2 separate regions of the Pan troglodytes genome follow, and region 2 is linked to region 1. A link is a contact called in public HiChIP or PLAC-seq data. All regions are on one chromosome and are shown on one strand. Each heading gives the region's core, a stretch centred on a gene start, on an enhancer-like site or on the middle of the called end of the contact. The rest is flanking DNA. Distances are from core to core; before and after follow the strand shown.

Region 1 (7,589 bases), core at 3,002-5,501:
GCTTTATGTCACTTGCATGACCCAGGCTTGACAGGGAAGGTATTATTAACCCTATTTTACAGATGAGTTTTTTTTTTTTTTTTTTTTTTTGGCTTGAGACTGAGTTTCACTCTTGTCGCCCAGGCTACAGTACAGTGGCACAATCTTGGCTCACTATAGCCTCTGCCTCCTGGGTTCAAGTGATTCCCCTGCCTCAGCCTCCCAAGTAGCTGGCATTACAGGTGTGAGCCACCACACCCAGCCACATCCTTCAATTTAAGAAAGCTGCTATTTAAAGGACACCTAAAATACAAACCTCTCCCACATACCCACTCTTCTCCAAAATTTGCTCAAACAGAACAATTAGGTACACTTTAAAGTTAACAGGAAATGACAGAAACAAAAATAGCTGGGGTGTGGTATCACCTCTGAAAAAGCTTTCAAGCTGTGAATAAATGCAGACAGCTGTGACTAAACAAGATAGCATCAGACCAGGGTTTAGTACCCGTTACAATGGACCTTAGCTATGCACATGTGACACCTCATTTTCTTCAACTATTTCAAACTCTGGAAAACCCTGAAAAAAGCACCATAAGTCATCATGAAGCCACAAATGCTGTGGTCAAGCTCTTATGCCGAAGTTTTTATATAGGAGAGAAATCCATACATTCTAAGGACCTGAAATTATTTCTATTTCATTTATTTAAGAGCAGTCTTAAAAGTACACAATATTCGGTAATTAATTTTGGTAAAGAACAAATTTGCATCCTGCAGGATATGATGACAGTGTTTATTTAATAATAAGCATGCGTAGCAATAAACCAGCCCCTGCATTTTTTTTTTTTTTTTTTTTTAGAGAGAGTTTCACTCTGTTGCCCAGACTGGAATGCAGTGGCACCATTTTGGCTCACTGCAACCTCCGCCTCCCGGGTTCAAGCAATTCTCCTGCCTCAGACTCCCAAGTAGCTGGGATTACAGTGCCCGCCACCATGCCCAGCTAATTTTTGTATGTTTAGTAGAGATGGAGTTTCGCCATGTTGGCCAGGCTGGTTTCGAACTCCTGACCTCAGTGATCTGCCTATATGGGCCTCCCAAAGTGCTGGGGTTACAGGTGTGAGCCACCATGCCTGCCCCTAGCCCCTGCATTTTAACTTTTTTATTTTATTCCATTTTATTTTACAATATTTATTACTATATTTAAGGGTCATTTAAGATTTTTAATCTTCTTTTGATCTTATGGCATGTTATGGTGGAAATTACATGGCACAATGGTGATTTGATTGTGAGATTCCTGAGGGCTGCACTAAGCTTCACTAAGATCCTATTTATTCTGACTTGACCCACAGTTCTGGCTTATCTGGTTTCCCTGCCTACTTCAGCTAAGACGTAGCAGATTAGAAAGCAGTTAAGGGCATATTTTGACAAAAAACAATACTGGAGAGAGAAACTAAAAGCAAACAAAACACTGAACTGGTATAGCATTGCGAAGTCATTTCAGTACAGGACGAAACTGCTAACAACTTTATACAGCAGAACGCACCGGCCATATTAACAGCACAGTACAGAAATTAATGTACATAATGACCTTGATTCCTCAAAAAAGGTTATGTTAAGTACACTCCGAATCTTAAGAGAGGGCTATATACTTCTTATAGGCTATACACTAATAATATGAAGACACATTTAAATGGTCACAATAATTTAGCTGTTCAGGGGATAATGTCAGTTAGATGAACAATTCAGTTAAACCTCTAACGATAGCATACAAATGCTAAGCAGATAAATCTCAAAAATCCCATTATAATTATGTAGTACAGATAATTAACATTTATGAGGCTGATTTGGGGAGAGAGGGGGGAAACCTAAGTTATACACTAAAATTCTTCCCCCTCCCTGAACACGCCATAAGGCGTTTCACCCTTTAAAAATGTATTCCCGTCACTAGTATTAGTTGCCTTTCTCCTTCTAATACCAAAATGAAAAAGAAGAAAAGTATCTTAATAATTTTCCCCACTGTCACGCTAACCCCTGCATCCAGAGGCCACTAACACAGCTGGTCTAAGTCTATTCCCTTCTTACAAAATAGCGCTTTCAAACCGATTGTTAATCTCAGAGAGAAGGGTTGTGCCTAAGACTTACGGCTGAATAAAAGCAGCACATAAATTAGTGGTTATGTGTAATCCATCTTCTTAGTTTAAAGGCAGAAACAACTATAACCTAAAACTCTACAAGATTTAGAAAGCAAAGAGCCCTTTACATTTTGTTCTTATAACAACAACAGAAATCTAACGCAGGTACACATATGAATCAGAAAACGTCATTCTCCAAGTCTTTATAACCAAAGGGAAAATAAAATACCATTACCCTGTCAAGAGCTCCGTAAACTTATTTTAAACATCATATAATGGATTTATCTGACTTGCTCATACTAAGTTTATTCCAGTAATAGCAGTGACTTGCAATGATCTAGAGAAAGCGGGTCAAAAGGCACATGGTATACGTCCTAAAAAAGGGTGGGGGGCGGATGTCAAGAAAGATCTAATCTTAAATATCTTACTTGGAAGAGTCGACTCCCTGCTCACACCACCCCTGATGGCTTCCCCCGAGTCGTTTCTTAAAGAGAAAAAAAGACAGGGATCCGGGCCCTTCGGGGCGGTGGGAGAAGTCCCCACTGCACCCTGAACCCTTCGGGAGGGAACTTGGCACTGACGGCCAGGCACCTGACCAGGTGCAGCAGAAAACGCCGGGTCCGGGGGGCTGCTCTCGGAGGCTGCCGCCCGGCCCTGTCTACACCCCTCCGAGCCCTCCTAGGGTGGGCGCAGCCCGGCCCCAGCCTCCCTCCGCCCCGAGCCGCCGCCCAGCCGAAGGCCGTTTCCCGCGGGTCCCAGAGGAAGGCCCGGCCCGCCAGGCACCTTTGATGACGCGGTCGGTGGTGGAGAGGTGGAAGCGCCTCCCGGACATGGTCCCCTCGGCCTCCTCCAGGCTCCAGGAGCCCGCCGGACGTGCGCCTACGCCGCGGCCGCCGCCTTCTCCTCGGGCAGCCTCAGCTGCCCGAAGCCGTCAGCCAGCCGTGCCCGGCCCCGGCTCCTCAGCGGTGTCCGAGCACCAGAAGGGCGCGGCCGCCGCAGCGCGGGCCTCCGACGCCACTGACAGGACGCGGGCCCACCGGCCGCTCTCTTGGGAGGCGCCAGCGGCTAAGGCGGGGAACACCGCTTCGGCAGCGACCGCGACCGCTGCTAAGGGTGGCGACCGGGGCGGCAGCGGCTGCTCGCGGCCCGGGCCCTCGTGCGCGCAAGCGCGCCCCCGAGCGCCGCTCTCACAACTTCCCAGCGGCCCCGCTGTCCTAGCGGACCCGGCCGGGCCTCCCGCCCCGAGCGCCGCCCTCCCCACCCTTCCGCCTTCCCGGGAGGCCGTAGAGCTCGGCGCACGCGCTGCTCTCGGCTCCTCCGGCTCCGGGTCCCTGCTGCTAACCGCCCATTTTCGCTTCTTCTCAGCCAGCCCTCCCCGCAGCCGGCCCCTTCTCTCCTGCCAGCCCCTACCCGGGCCCGGAACATCTGAAACCCGCCCGCGTGGCCCGCGCGACCCGCGCGGGAGGCCGGCCCGGCCATCTTGCGACCCGGCCCTGCGGCCTCGCAGCCGCTCCGCGCCGCCTCCTGGGACCGCCTCGCCGAGAACCCCTGACCTCCCAGTCCTCGCCCACAGGCGACCACCCTCCTCACCTCTGGGTCTCCCACCCGCTTTGTCTCAAGGAGTGTGATCAGTCCGGCCGCGCTCCTTCAGTTTTTGTGGATCATTCAGCAAACGCACACATTTAAACCCCCTCGCTTCATCTTTCCCGCTTGTTGAGTGCAGTTAGTACAGTGAGAAGGACATTCGTGTCCATCCTAGTTCCAGTCCAGTAGCTAGGGCGGTGGAGGATTGGGGGAGCTCCGTTTCTGAGCAAGGCTCTGCTCCCTCCTCACTTTCCACATCGAAGAGAAGGGAGATCTCTGCTCCTGGGACCCCCGGGCCGGACCTCCTCGGCCACAAGAACTGACCTCTTCCTATGCCCTGTGTGTCACCTGCCCAGCTAGAAGCCCCCTTTTTCTTCCCCCTGACACAGTACCTGCCTCCCCGGCCCAGGCTCACTGTGGAACCCCATGGGCAAGTCCGTAGAAACTTAACAGTCTGTTCATCTCGAGGTTGAAAACTAACCTTTATCTGTCCTTAAAACTGTAAGCCTAGAACAGAAACAGGCTCCAACTGTCCTCTCACTGAGTAACTGGCAAAGTCAAAAGGATTTTGACTTTTAGCAATGCAAATGAAATATTGAAACTGATGTCCAATAAAACATATGCAAGTTACAGGCAAAACCAGTCTTAACAATTACCGCAGTGACCAATAAGTAGTTACATGTAGCTATGTAAATTTAAATTAATCCCGTTCCTCTAGGGGACTAGCCACATTTCAAGTGTTCAAGAGCTACATGCGGCTACCTTATTGGACATCCAGAAAATTCTACTGGACAGCTGCTAGGTAAAAGATTATAGGATTAAGCGTAAATCTCCAATAATATGGATTTATGTATAGGCGGTCTGGGGATATATAGTGGAATCAGACCCTGAATTATCCCTTGGAATTTTGACCATAGCTCTTTGATGGTAACCGCAGGAGGCAAAAGGACTTTAGGAGCCGACTAGAATTTGGTTTTCGTTTTCATGATCCTTGAGTCTTCCACCCAAGAGAATTGTTCAGATATCCTGGGGAAACTCTTCATTTAAGAAGTAACCAGAACTCCACGCCTATCAAATCATACCCCTGGGTCAGAGGCTAAAATTCATCTGGAAGAACCTCAACAGGATAGCTAAAAATAAAAAGTTTAAGAAAACATTGCGGGCCGGCAAAAAAGAAAAAAAAAGACCGGGTGGGGTGGCTCACGCCTGTAATCCCAGCACTTTGGGAGGCCGAGGTGGGTGGATCACGAGGTCAGGAGATCGAGGCCATCCTGGCTAACACGGTGCAACCCCGTCTCTACTAAAAATACAAAAAATTAGCCGGGCGTGGTGGCAGGTGCCTGTAGTCCTAGCTACTTGGAAGACTAAGGCAGGAGAATGGCGTGAACCCGGGAGGCGGAGCTTGCAGTGAGCCGAGATCGCGCCACTGCACCACTCCAGCCTGGTCGATAGAGCGAGACTCCGTCTCAAAAAAAAAATAAAATAAAGAAAGAAAGAAGGAAAGAAAGAAAAAACATTGCGGGCCGGGCAAGGTGGCTCACGCCTGTAATCCCAGCACTTTGGGAGGCCAAGGCAGGCGGATCACCTGAAGTCAGGGGTTTGAAAACAGCCTGGCCAACGTGGTGAAACCCCGTCTCTACTAAAAATACAAAAATTAGCCTAGCGTGGTGGCACATGCCTGTAATCCCAGCTACTCGAGAGGCTGAGGGAGGAGAATCGCTTGAATCCGGGAGGCGGAGGTTCCAGTGAGCCAAGATTACGCCCCGGCACTCCAGCCTGGGTGACAGAGCGAGACTGTCTCCAAAAAGAAAAAGAAAAAGAAAACGTTGCAGGCCGGGCACAGTGGCTGATGCCTGTAATCCCAGCACTTTGGAAGGCTGAGGTGGGCGAATCACCTGAGGTCACGAGTTTGAGACCAGCCTGGCCAACGTGGCAAAAACTCATCTCTGCTAAAAATACAAAAATTAGCTGGGCGTGGTGGTGGGCGCCTGTAGTCCCAGCTACTCGGGACGCTGAGGCAGGAGAATCGCTCGAACCCGGGAGGCGGAGGTTGCAGAGAGCCAAGATGGTGCCACCGCATTCCAGCCTGGGCACAGAGACAGACTCCATCTATCTCAAACACAAAACCAAAAAACCCCACAAATACTAACTCGTTCAATCCTCACACCAACCCCATTTATATGATTATCCCCATTTTACAGATAAGGAAACTGAGGCACAGAGATGTGAAGAAACTTGCCCAAAGTCACACAGCTGGTAGGAGGCTTAGTGAACACCATCATCGTCAAGAGACGTGCAGTACCTGAACTTTTTCTATAGCACCACGAACTTTTTCTATAGCACCACGTGGAATATGCGGCATGAGTCCTCAAGCATGGTATACATGAATTTACAGAATCCAGATGTCATTCTGTAGCTTGGCTTTAGCAAAGTAATTGTGAACAACTTGCAGCCCTGTCCCTTCGTGTCCCCACCCCCACTTTTTTTTTTTTTTTTTTTTTTTTGAGACGGAGTCTCGCTCTGTCACCAGGCTGGAGAGCAGTGGCGTGATCTCAGCTCACTGCAAACTCCACCTCCTGGGTTCAAGTGATTCTTCTTCCTCAGCCTCCCGAGTAGCTGGGACTACAGTCGCATGCCACCACACCCAGCTAATTTTTTTGTATTTTTAGTAGAGATGGGGTTTCACCATATTGGCCAGGGTGGTCTCGATTTCCTGACCTCGTGATCTGCCCGCCTCGGCCTTCCCCACCCCTTTCTAAGGAGATTCACTCAGTAGCTCTGCCTTTCTCCAAGTTCCTTGCTGGTCCTCTGTTTCAATAGCTGCTTAGTCTTCCAGCAACAGCCAGTGACACCCAACAGACCTTGATACCATCACTTCCAGCTGTGGGCATGGGTAAGTTCCTTCACTTCTCAGGCCTTGCTTTCCTCTTTTGTAATGTGGGGATGATAATATTAATAGGCCCTCCCTGTAGCAGAGGCGGGGATGCCCTGCCCAGATCCCCTTCACCATGAGGGATAACCATCTTCTGGTTGCTGCTGTTTTTGTTTTTGTTTTTGTTTTAAGAGAGAGATGAGGTCTTGCTCTGTTGCCCAGGCTGGAGTGAAGTGGTGCCATCATAGCTCACTGAAGCCTTGAACTGCTGGGCTCAAGTGATCCTCCTGCGTCGGCCTCTCAAAGTACTGGGATTATAGGCATGAGCTACCGTACTCTGCCTGTTTCTTGAGGGCTGGTGGCTGACAGTTCATTGCTGCCCCTTCTCCAGAGAATTGCCTTAGGTTGAATGGGCGCCCCTTCCCCTAAGGAGTTATGACCATCCCTCCCCCAGTCCTAGGGGCAATGGCTATCAGGGCCTCCAGGTCAGACTAAGTTTGCCTCAAGGTAAGAATATCTTTGTGGTACAACTCAGGCTCCAGAGCTTGCTGTGAGAACAGACTGAACTATAGGAACACATTAAATGAGGTTCATTTTATTTGGATGTTATGAGATGGCCCCAACTTGAGATCTAAATACAGTAGTCGGTTAATTTTTCCATTACTATTATTGAATAATACATCCCTTCCCATTGGTTTGCAATGTTTTCTTTTCTTTTTCTTTTCTTTTTTTTTTTTTCTTTTAATTGAGACAGAGTCTCACTCTGTCGCCCAGGCTGCCCAGGCTGGAGTGCAGTGGCACAATCTAGGTTCACTGCAACCTCCGCCTCCCCGGTTCAAGCAATTCTCCCTGCCTCAGCCTCCCGATAGCTGGGATTGCAGCCCTGCTCCTAATAGTTCTCCTCACTTTCTATCTCTGTGTTTGGAAGAGGGCGTTAGATCCATGGATTTCTCCGGGAGGAAACCAGGTTGGAAAGGCTTTGATCTGTATAAGCTGAGACCACCAGAAACCTTCACCCATCGCAT
Region 2 (7,589 bases), core at 2,431-4,930, 140 kb before region 1:
AGATATCATGAGGTGCTCTCTACCCTCCTTCTTGGGGTCCCGCTCCTGCAAACACCCAGGGACCTGAATGACATGAAGGGAGCCGGCTTCTGCCACACCACAGGGCAGGGCAGTTGGAGAAGGAGGGGCTTGGTAGGGCTGAAGAGAGCAGGACAATGTGGGGGTGGCCAGGATGCAAGAGGTGTCTGACTCAGGTTCTAGGCCCGTGCAGAGGGCTCTCCTGGCTCGGGGATCTCCTGGCATTCCCGATCTGTGACTCACTGCAATGCCCCACCCCAGGGAGCCACCTGTTCCCCCTATAGCTTGGCCTCCAGGCCCCACCCTGGCCCCACCTTGGCTTATAGGCTCAAAACCCTAGGAGTAACCCAGGATCGGGCATCTGCCTTCAGTGATGGGGAGGAACAGACAGGCTCTATGAGGAATGAGCCCCCCACGTCCTCACTTCCACCTGGGAACTAAACAAATGCCATGCCCTGTTGGAAGCAGGAGTCCTGGGGATGCAGCCTCGGGCATACCTTTCCCAGAAGTTTCCCCTCTTCAACCCACTTCATGCCCACACCCTGTGCCCTGCACACTCTTGGGAACCAGTCAAACCCGGGCTTCAAGGTGGCTGGTGCCAGCTCACCCTGCCCAGCCTGTGACTGCACGCCCAGCCTGGCGCCCACCTTTACCCAACCAGGCATGGGAACACCCCTCAGCCCACCCTGCTGCAGGAAGCAGAGCCCAGGACCTTCTCACCAAGGTGTCGAGAGGGCCCAAGAAGGCCGCTTTAGGGCTGAGCTCTAGCCCATGGGCAGGAGCAAGGGCTGCTCAATGCGTGGGGTGGTGGAGGAGGGGGAATGCCACAGGCTCTGCAGAGCGGGAGGCCCTACCGGTCCAGCTGCAGCCGCAGGGGCGAGGGGCTCTGGCGGATCTTGCTCTGGGCCTCAGCATGCAGCATGCCCTCCGCGCTTTCCCCGTTGATGGCCACGATTATGTCTCCAGGCCGGAGGTCAGCGTCCTTGGCTTTGCCCCGCTCGGCCACCTGTAGGGATGAGGAGCTGGCATGCTCAGACCGTGGCCCAGCTGGAGAAGGGACTTCCCACTCTGCTACCCAAGAAACACAGAGGCTGGCTTGGCCCAGGCCGGCCTGCACCCTCCTGCATGCCCCTCTGCCTGCTCATGACACCCAGCTGATCAGCCGTCCCCTCCAGGAGCGCAGGTGGCAGCCCCCACCCCACACTGGCATTCTAATGGGCCTCCCAAAGAATGTGCAGCGGCAGAATTTCGGGAACTGTGCTTGGAAATACTTTTGGATAGAGAGCCTTGCCCGTGCAAATCGCACCTTGCAGGTGGCTGCCTGCACAGCCCTCCTGTGAACGATCCCAGCCTGGGCCCAGGTCAAGAGGAGACTGCCAAGAACTCCGGGGCTCTTGTTCTAGTAATCACCCAAAATGGCTGCCTGCAAGTGTGGGGATAGCAACTGGGGAGGCAAGAGCCGGCCCTGTCCTGGTCCCAGCTCCCTTTCACTCCCAAGGTCTGTTCCTGAAGTGGCCACCACATCCCCGTGGCAAAGGGCCCCAGCTCCCTTACAGCCAGCATGCCAGGCAGCAGCAGATCCCTGGCTCCAGAACAGAAAAAGCAAGCCATCTGTGCAGAGTGGGGTGAACAGGGCCGACCTCGCTTCTGGCAGGACCTTCTCATCTCTTTGAGCCACCATCCTTACCTTAGTCACCATGATGGGTGTGTGGAAATCCCTGCCCCCTGTGATACGGAAGCCCCAGGGCGCTGGCCCGGCCACATCCACCGTCAACGCCATACCTGAGGAAGAGAGGACCAGGAGGTGAAGTCCATGCCCCTAGCCGGCTCTGGGGGCACTGTAAGGCAGCAGGAGAGGAGCCAAAGGGAGAAGGAGAGGGCACCACAGCTCCCGGAGCAGCTACTCAGGGGCTTTGGGGTGGGTAGAGGAAGTGGCTAACTCCCTCCCTCAGCCTGGTTTCACTTCCCCCCACCCTGGGAAGCCATGCTTCTGGGTTCTCCCTTCCTTAGTCTTCAGCCCAGGGAGCGACTCCCAGGAGGGGGCTGCCCAGGCTGCCAGGCAGGGGGCTTGCTGGAGCATGGGGGGCAGGGGCTGGCAAGTGGAGGGGATGCCAGCACCTCCTTAGTCTCCCCTCCTCCACCATCAGGGCTCAGTCCCACTAGCGCTTGCTTCCTGTCCCCAAAACCCACAGCACACGGTACTTCCTCTCCACTCTGGGGGAGGGCTGGTGAGTGGCCTAGGGAGAGCAGGGCTCAGGAAGCAGGAGTGACGGGTCAAGGAACAGGCTGGCACCAGTACAGACTGTGTAAGTCACTGGCCAGGTGAAGGACTGGTGGGGTGAGGCCGAGTCTTCACATGGGCCTCCTAGCTGCCCACCTCGTTCTTGGCAAAGTGGATCACACGGGCAAGACCGGGCTCCCCACCTCCCCCAGGGGCCGGCTGCCAGGGCAAGGAGGCCAGGGTTCATCTGTCAAGCTGGACACACCCACCCCCAGATTCCTGATGCTGCCCGACAGACAGCCGGGGTGACAGGCCTCCCATCCACAGCCCCTCCGCTGGGCAAGGAAGTGCCCTTGCAGACAGACCCCTGTGGGATTTCCTGAGCCTCTAGCTCTGGAGCCAGGAGCCAACCCAGGCAGGAAGCCGCGGTGCCAGGCTGGGCACCACCCTGCCCAGCACCCATCCTGGGGCTGCCCCGGGGACGCAAGTGCTGCGAGAATCTATCAAGAGTACCAGCGGTCTGTCCGCTCCATCCCCGGCTGCCTTCCCCTTGGGCCCAGGCCTAGCCTCTGTTCCCAGCACCGCCCCCACCCCAGTCCCCGAGGCCGGCTCGCGGCCGCCCCGAGATTCCCAGACCTTTGAGCCGGTCAGTGGACTCCGCGCTGCGGGCGCCGCGGGGAGGTGCCCAGCCCGATGGCCCGGCTCTACCAGTTCTGGAGCCTCCTTCGCTCCGAGGGCAAAGTACCCTGCGGGCTGGGGGCTGGAGGAGGAGCGCTCCGGCCGGGGAGAGCGCAGCTCGCGGGGGCGCCCCCGCTGATGCGAGGCTCCAGGGAGCTGGGCCGCGGACGAGGCCAGGGTTCCGCGCCGACAGGGGCGCGGAGAGGAGCCCGGCGCCGGGGAGGGCGGGCCGCGCGGAGAGGCGCAGGTGGGCGCGCTCACCTGGCTGCCGCTCACCTGTCCGGCTGGGCGCCCAGGCCCGGGAGGGAGGGAAGGCGAGGAGACGCCACCGCTCCCGCTGCCGTCTACCCGACTCTGGGGAGAGCCCGCCCGGGGCTCCTGGACCTGCCTCCGCCCATGTGATCCCGGGGCCGCCCCTGCCGCCGCCCCTAGCCCGAGAAGCCGCCGCCTCCGCGCGGCGAGCCCAGGCGCTGCCACCTGGCCCGAGCCCGCCGGGGGGATGAGGCAGGCTGTCCCCAGGGCCCCCTGCAGGCTGCGACCGTCCAGCCAGTGGTGCCCGCATCCTCCCCGGAGCGCCCGCAAGCCCCCGACTGCCCGGAGCACAGCAGAGCCGGTCCAGGGACTGCCCCGCGCCCCACTTCGCAGACGATCGAGGGGGCAGCCCCATAAAGCTCTCCCACGCCGGCCGCGCTCTCCCGCCCCGCATCCCCAGGTCCTGGGCAGGGTGGGCTGCCTGGGTGTGTCTGCGGTCCGCCTGGCTCCTCCACCCACTCCAGGCTGGGAGGCTGGCGCAGATGCGGCCTTGACACCCACAAATCCCAAACCAAGGCCACCCTCCTCCCCGCCAACTCCCTTCCTGAACGCTGGCTTCTCGGCAGCGCAGAACTTCTCTGCCTGGAATGCCCGCAAAGGGGGACCCGCAGGGGCCCTAGGAGATGCAGAGAGCCTCCTGGCTAGGGGTTCACTGGGCACCCCCACCCCTGGGCTGGTACCTTCCCGTTCCCGTGGGCCCTCACCTCATCCTCTCTGCAGGTCTTCACCCCCCTTCCTGCCCCCTCCCTTGTCCTCTTTCAAGCACCTGAAGCCCAGGCTATAAGGATGAGGACAGGGCAGCCAAGGAGGGGACCCCGGTGCCAGCTCAGGGAGGAGAAGCCGTACCTGGCAACCCTCTCTCCGGGGACCTCAAGGCCATAGAGCCGCCTCTCATTGGGTCTCCACTTGGCCTCTGGCTGCCAGGCTGCTGTGTTTTCAGGGGATCACACCTGTGGGCGCAGCTGTGCTTCGCCTGCCTCAGGTGTGACTCATTCCCTCCACGCTCACTCTGTGAAGAGTGCCCTCCCCACGCCCCTCACCTGTCTGTGCCCGTGTCTCAGCCTCCTTGCGTTCACTCTGGCCCCCCTCCTCCCACAGACTGTCCTGGGTGTGTGTAAACTCCTCTCCCACTGGCTGGTCTCCGGCCTCCCGGCATGACCACCTGGCCTGATGCACTTGCTCTGCCTCCCTGACTAGACTGGAAGCCCCTTGAGGGGAGAGGCAACTACAGGCAGGGTGAGCACAGCCCCGGGGGCACACAGACCTAGCCCCAAGTGCACAGCTGCGTCTCACCGGCTGTGTGACCTTCAGCAACCTCCTCGGCTCCTCCGGGCCTCAGTTTCCCCATGTGGAAAATGGGGATAATGTGCTGCTTACCGTCTTGTTGTAAAAATTGCTTGGCCACAGGCAAAAGCCAAGGATGGCACAGAGGTGTCAAACAGAGTCCCTGCCTCAAATGGGGTGGGGACTTCTGGGAAGGGACCCAAAGGAAGGGAAGTTCATCCATTCAATTCTTCCACACAATCATTCCAATAACATTCATTCAGTGAATACTGAGTGCCAGGCACCGTGCTTGCCTCTGGGAATGGAGAGTGAATCAAACACAAGCCCATCATTTCCTCAGAGAGCCCCTCCTGCATGCCTTGGACAGACTCTACAAATAGCCCCAGGTTCATCTGGCAGGGCTTTCTGATGGGTGGGTTGTGAATTTACAAAACCCACCACAGAGACAAGTCAGCGAACCCAGGCAGGGCACGCCTCTGTGGCATAGAAGGGGACATGTCCTGCTCATAGCCTCTCTGTGGCCCTAGGTAAGCCACGTCACTGCCCTCCCCTCTCTCATGGGTGAGCCATCTCCAGCGGCCTCTGATCCTCCCTTCACCTCCCCAATCAGGCCAGGTCGAGGCACAGAAGCATCTTTCAGGCAGGACCGTGGTGCAGGCAGCCCAGGGTCGGAGGGTTTGTTAGCTGCGGGAAGTGCCAGCGCTCCATCAAAGAGAGGGCATGGAGTTGATCTCTGTCCCAGGGAGAGGAGGCCTCAGCCCTGATATGTTTTATGAGGGAATCAGGGAGTTCATGAAAAAAGAGCTGGGATGGGGGAATGGCAACCAGGCCAGTGGGTTCTGAGGAATGGTTGTTTCCAGGCCAGGATGGGCTGGACCTGCCCATTTAGAACCAAACCAGGGTGAGGATGGAGGTGGATGGAGGACTCGTTCTTCCAGCTGCTGTTGAACCCCTGCTGGGTCAGGCCGCACCCAGGTTCAAGAAACCAGCCAGGGCTAGGCCACTGCCCTGTCAACCACGAGCCCCTCCCCTCTGTCCTGACAGAACTGGGCACCACCACCTTTCACTCCAGCCACCACCTCTTCACACCTGTCTCAGGTGACAGGCCTAGAAGACAGGATTCCCAGGAAGAACATAAAAGCGGCCCAACCTGGGCCGCCCTAGAGAAGTCCCTGACCTCACACATGACCTTCCTTCTCCAAGGGCCTGGACGAGGGCCCTGGACGAGGGCTGCCTGGGCATTTGGTAGATTTAAGGAAGTGAGGTGGACCTGACTTCAGCATTTAATAATGATGTGAGCTAGACAACTTTATTTCTCAGAGGCTGGGTCTCTCCCCCTGTAAAATGGAATCATGACCTGCCATCGTGAGGCTCATGTTAGGTAACACACGGAGAGGCCCTGGTGCCCTGCTCACCTCTCAGCAGCAGCCGAGAAACGGAGCTTCCTTTCTTGGCAGAGTGGCCATGCCTGGACTGTGCCACCACTGCCACCCCACAGGGACCTGCAAGCTCCAGGACTATAAAACCTTGTTCAAGGTTGGGCGCGGTGGCTCACGCTTGTTATCCCAGCACTTTGGGAGGCCGAGGTGGGTGGATCACCTGAGGTCAGGAGTTCGAGACCAGCCTGGCCAACATGTGAAACCCCATCTCTACTAAAAATACAAAAATTAGCTGGGCATGGTGCCGCAACCCTGTAATCCCAGCTACTCAGGAGGCTGAGGTGGGAAAATTGCTTGAAGCCGGGAGGCAGAGACTGCAGTGAGCCGAGATCGGGCCACTGAGCTCCAGCCTGGGCGAAAGAATGAGACCCCATCTCACACAGAAAAAAAACAACAAAAAACAAACAAACAAACAAAACACCCTTGTTCAAGAGGAGTTTTGGCTGGCTGTGCCTGACCACTCCCAGCTTCCCGCAAAGGATTGCTCAAAAGCCTGAGCCCAAAGAGGAGAATAAACACACACACACACACACACACACACACACACACACACACACACAAGGGCTTCGGTGTGGAAACAGAGCACACAGAAGGAAAACAGCAGAATAGTTAGAAATGTCATCTAGCCCAGCAACCCCACGGTGGCAGCTCCAGAATCAAAACAGTCTGCAAACAAGGCCACATTCAGTCCCCCATCTCTGGTGTCTCCCTGCTACCAGGGCCTGGCACTGTTCATTCTCCCAGCACTTCTTGCCACACAGCTGCCCAATTGTGGGGGCTGCCGCAACCTGCCTGACACCCAAGGGCAGAGATCTTTGGAGGTAATAATGGTGTTTTTCCATCCTCCTCCTCTTACACACACACCTGTCCCACCTGTCTCCCAGCACAGCCCTCCACAGAAGGAATTCCCATCTCCTAGACAGGAGGAGGCATCCCCTACCCCAAGGAAAAGGCCGCAGAGACAAGGTCCCTTGTGTCCAGGTTTATTTTACATTCTCTTCCAGAGGGGATGTGGGGCTGGGGGAGAGCCAGCAGGCAGGCGGGCAGCACACAGCAGTCTCCCTGGGGAATATTTGAGCCAGGCTAGTGGTGCCTGGCCCCACAGTGCGGGGTGATATGCCAGGGCCAGGGCCAGGACTTGGCAGCCCCTGGGAAGAGGAGGCCTTGGGGCCAGAGCTCTTGCCAGGCCTAGATCGCTAAGAAGGTGCTGCGTCTGTCCCCCGCCTTGCTCTGCCCCCCCACACCCAGCTGGAGGCCAGAAGGCAAAGAGGGCAGCCAGCAAGCTGGGGTGGTGGGAGGAACCCCAGCAGGCAGGGGCGGCCTTTGGTCTCTACGAGGCTAGGAAGCTGGTTCTGTTTAGAGGAACCCCGTGGGGGCAAAGCGGAGAGCTGGTCCCTGTTAGAGGAAACGCTGGAGCAGGATGGGGGTGGGGGACTTGGGGTCTGGTCTCAATAAGGCCTGGAAATGGTCTCCGCTTCAAAGCAGACCTCTGTATTTGGGGAGTGGGGTGGGGAGGAAATGAAAGGGCTGTGGGAGGAATGCCTGTGAGTCGTGGGTGGGAATCAGTCCAGGGGGCTTCGAGGGGGGTCCGAGGGAAAGGCTGCGGGGGTCGTCTGCAGATGCTGGGAGCTCAGGTC

The links. HiChIP or PLAC-seq counts read pairs in DNA pulled down with a chosen protein or histone mark.
Region 2: a contact with region 1 is called in an H3K4me3 HiChIP or PLAC-seq map of stem cell-derived excitatory neurons, with 2.4 times the contacts expected there. The contact joins the promoter of PDLIM2 here to the promoter of PPP3CC in region 1. A contact is called at or near these places in 4 of 7 Hi-C or Micro-C datasets (induced pluripotent stem cells, a lymphoblastoid cell line and stem cell-derived neural progenitor cells), 1 of 1 datasets of contacts at active chromatin or transcription factors (stem cell-derived excitatory neurons) and 1 of 1 other capture datasets (stem cell-derived neural stem cells).

Annotation. Positions count from the first base shown.
Region 1 is chr7:30,765,744-30,773,332 of NHGRI_mPanTro3-v2.0_pri, reverse strand. It overlaps PPP3CC (protein phosphatase 3 catalytic subunit gamma), which reads right to left and starts at 4,251. Exons shown (of 14, transcript XM_063816938.1): 1 at 3,699-4,251.
Region 2 is chr7:30,903,906-30,911,494 of NHGRI_mPanTro3-v2.0_pri, reverse strand. PDLIM2 (PDZ and LIM domain 2) reads right to left here and starts at 3,680. Exons shown (of 9, transcript XM_016959209.3): 1 at 2,876-3,680; 2 at 1,706-1,800; 3 at 873-1,024. The coding sequence starts at 3,623. SORBS3 (sorbin and SH3 domain containing 3) reads right to left here. Exons shown (of 23, transcript XM_063816929.1): 23 at 6,920-7,589.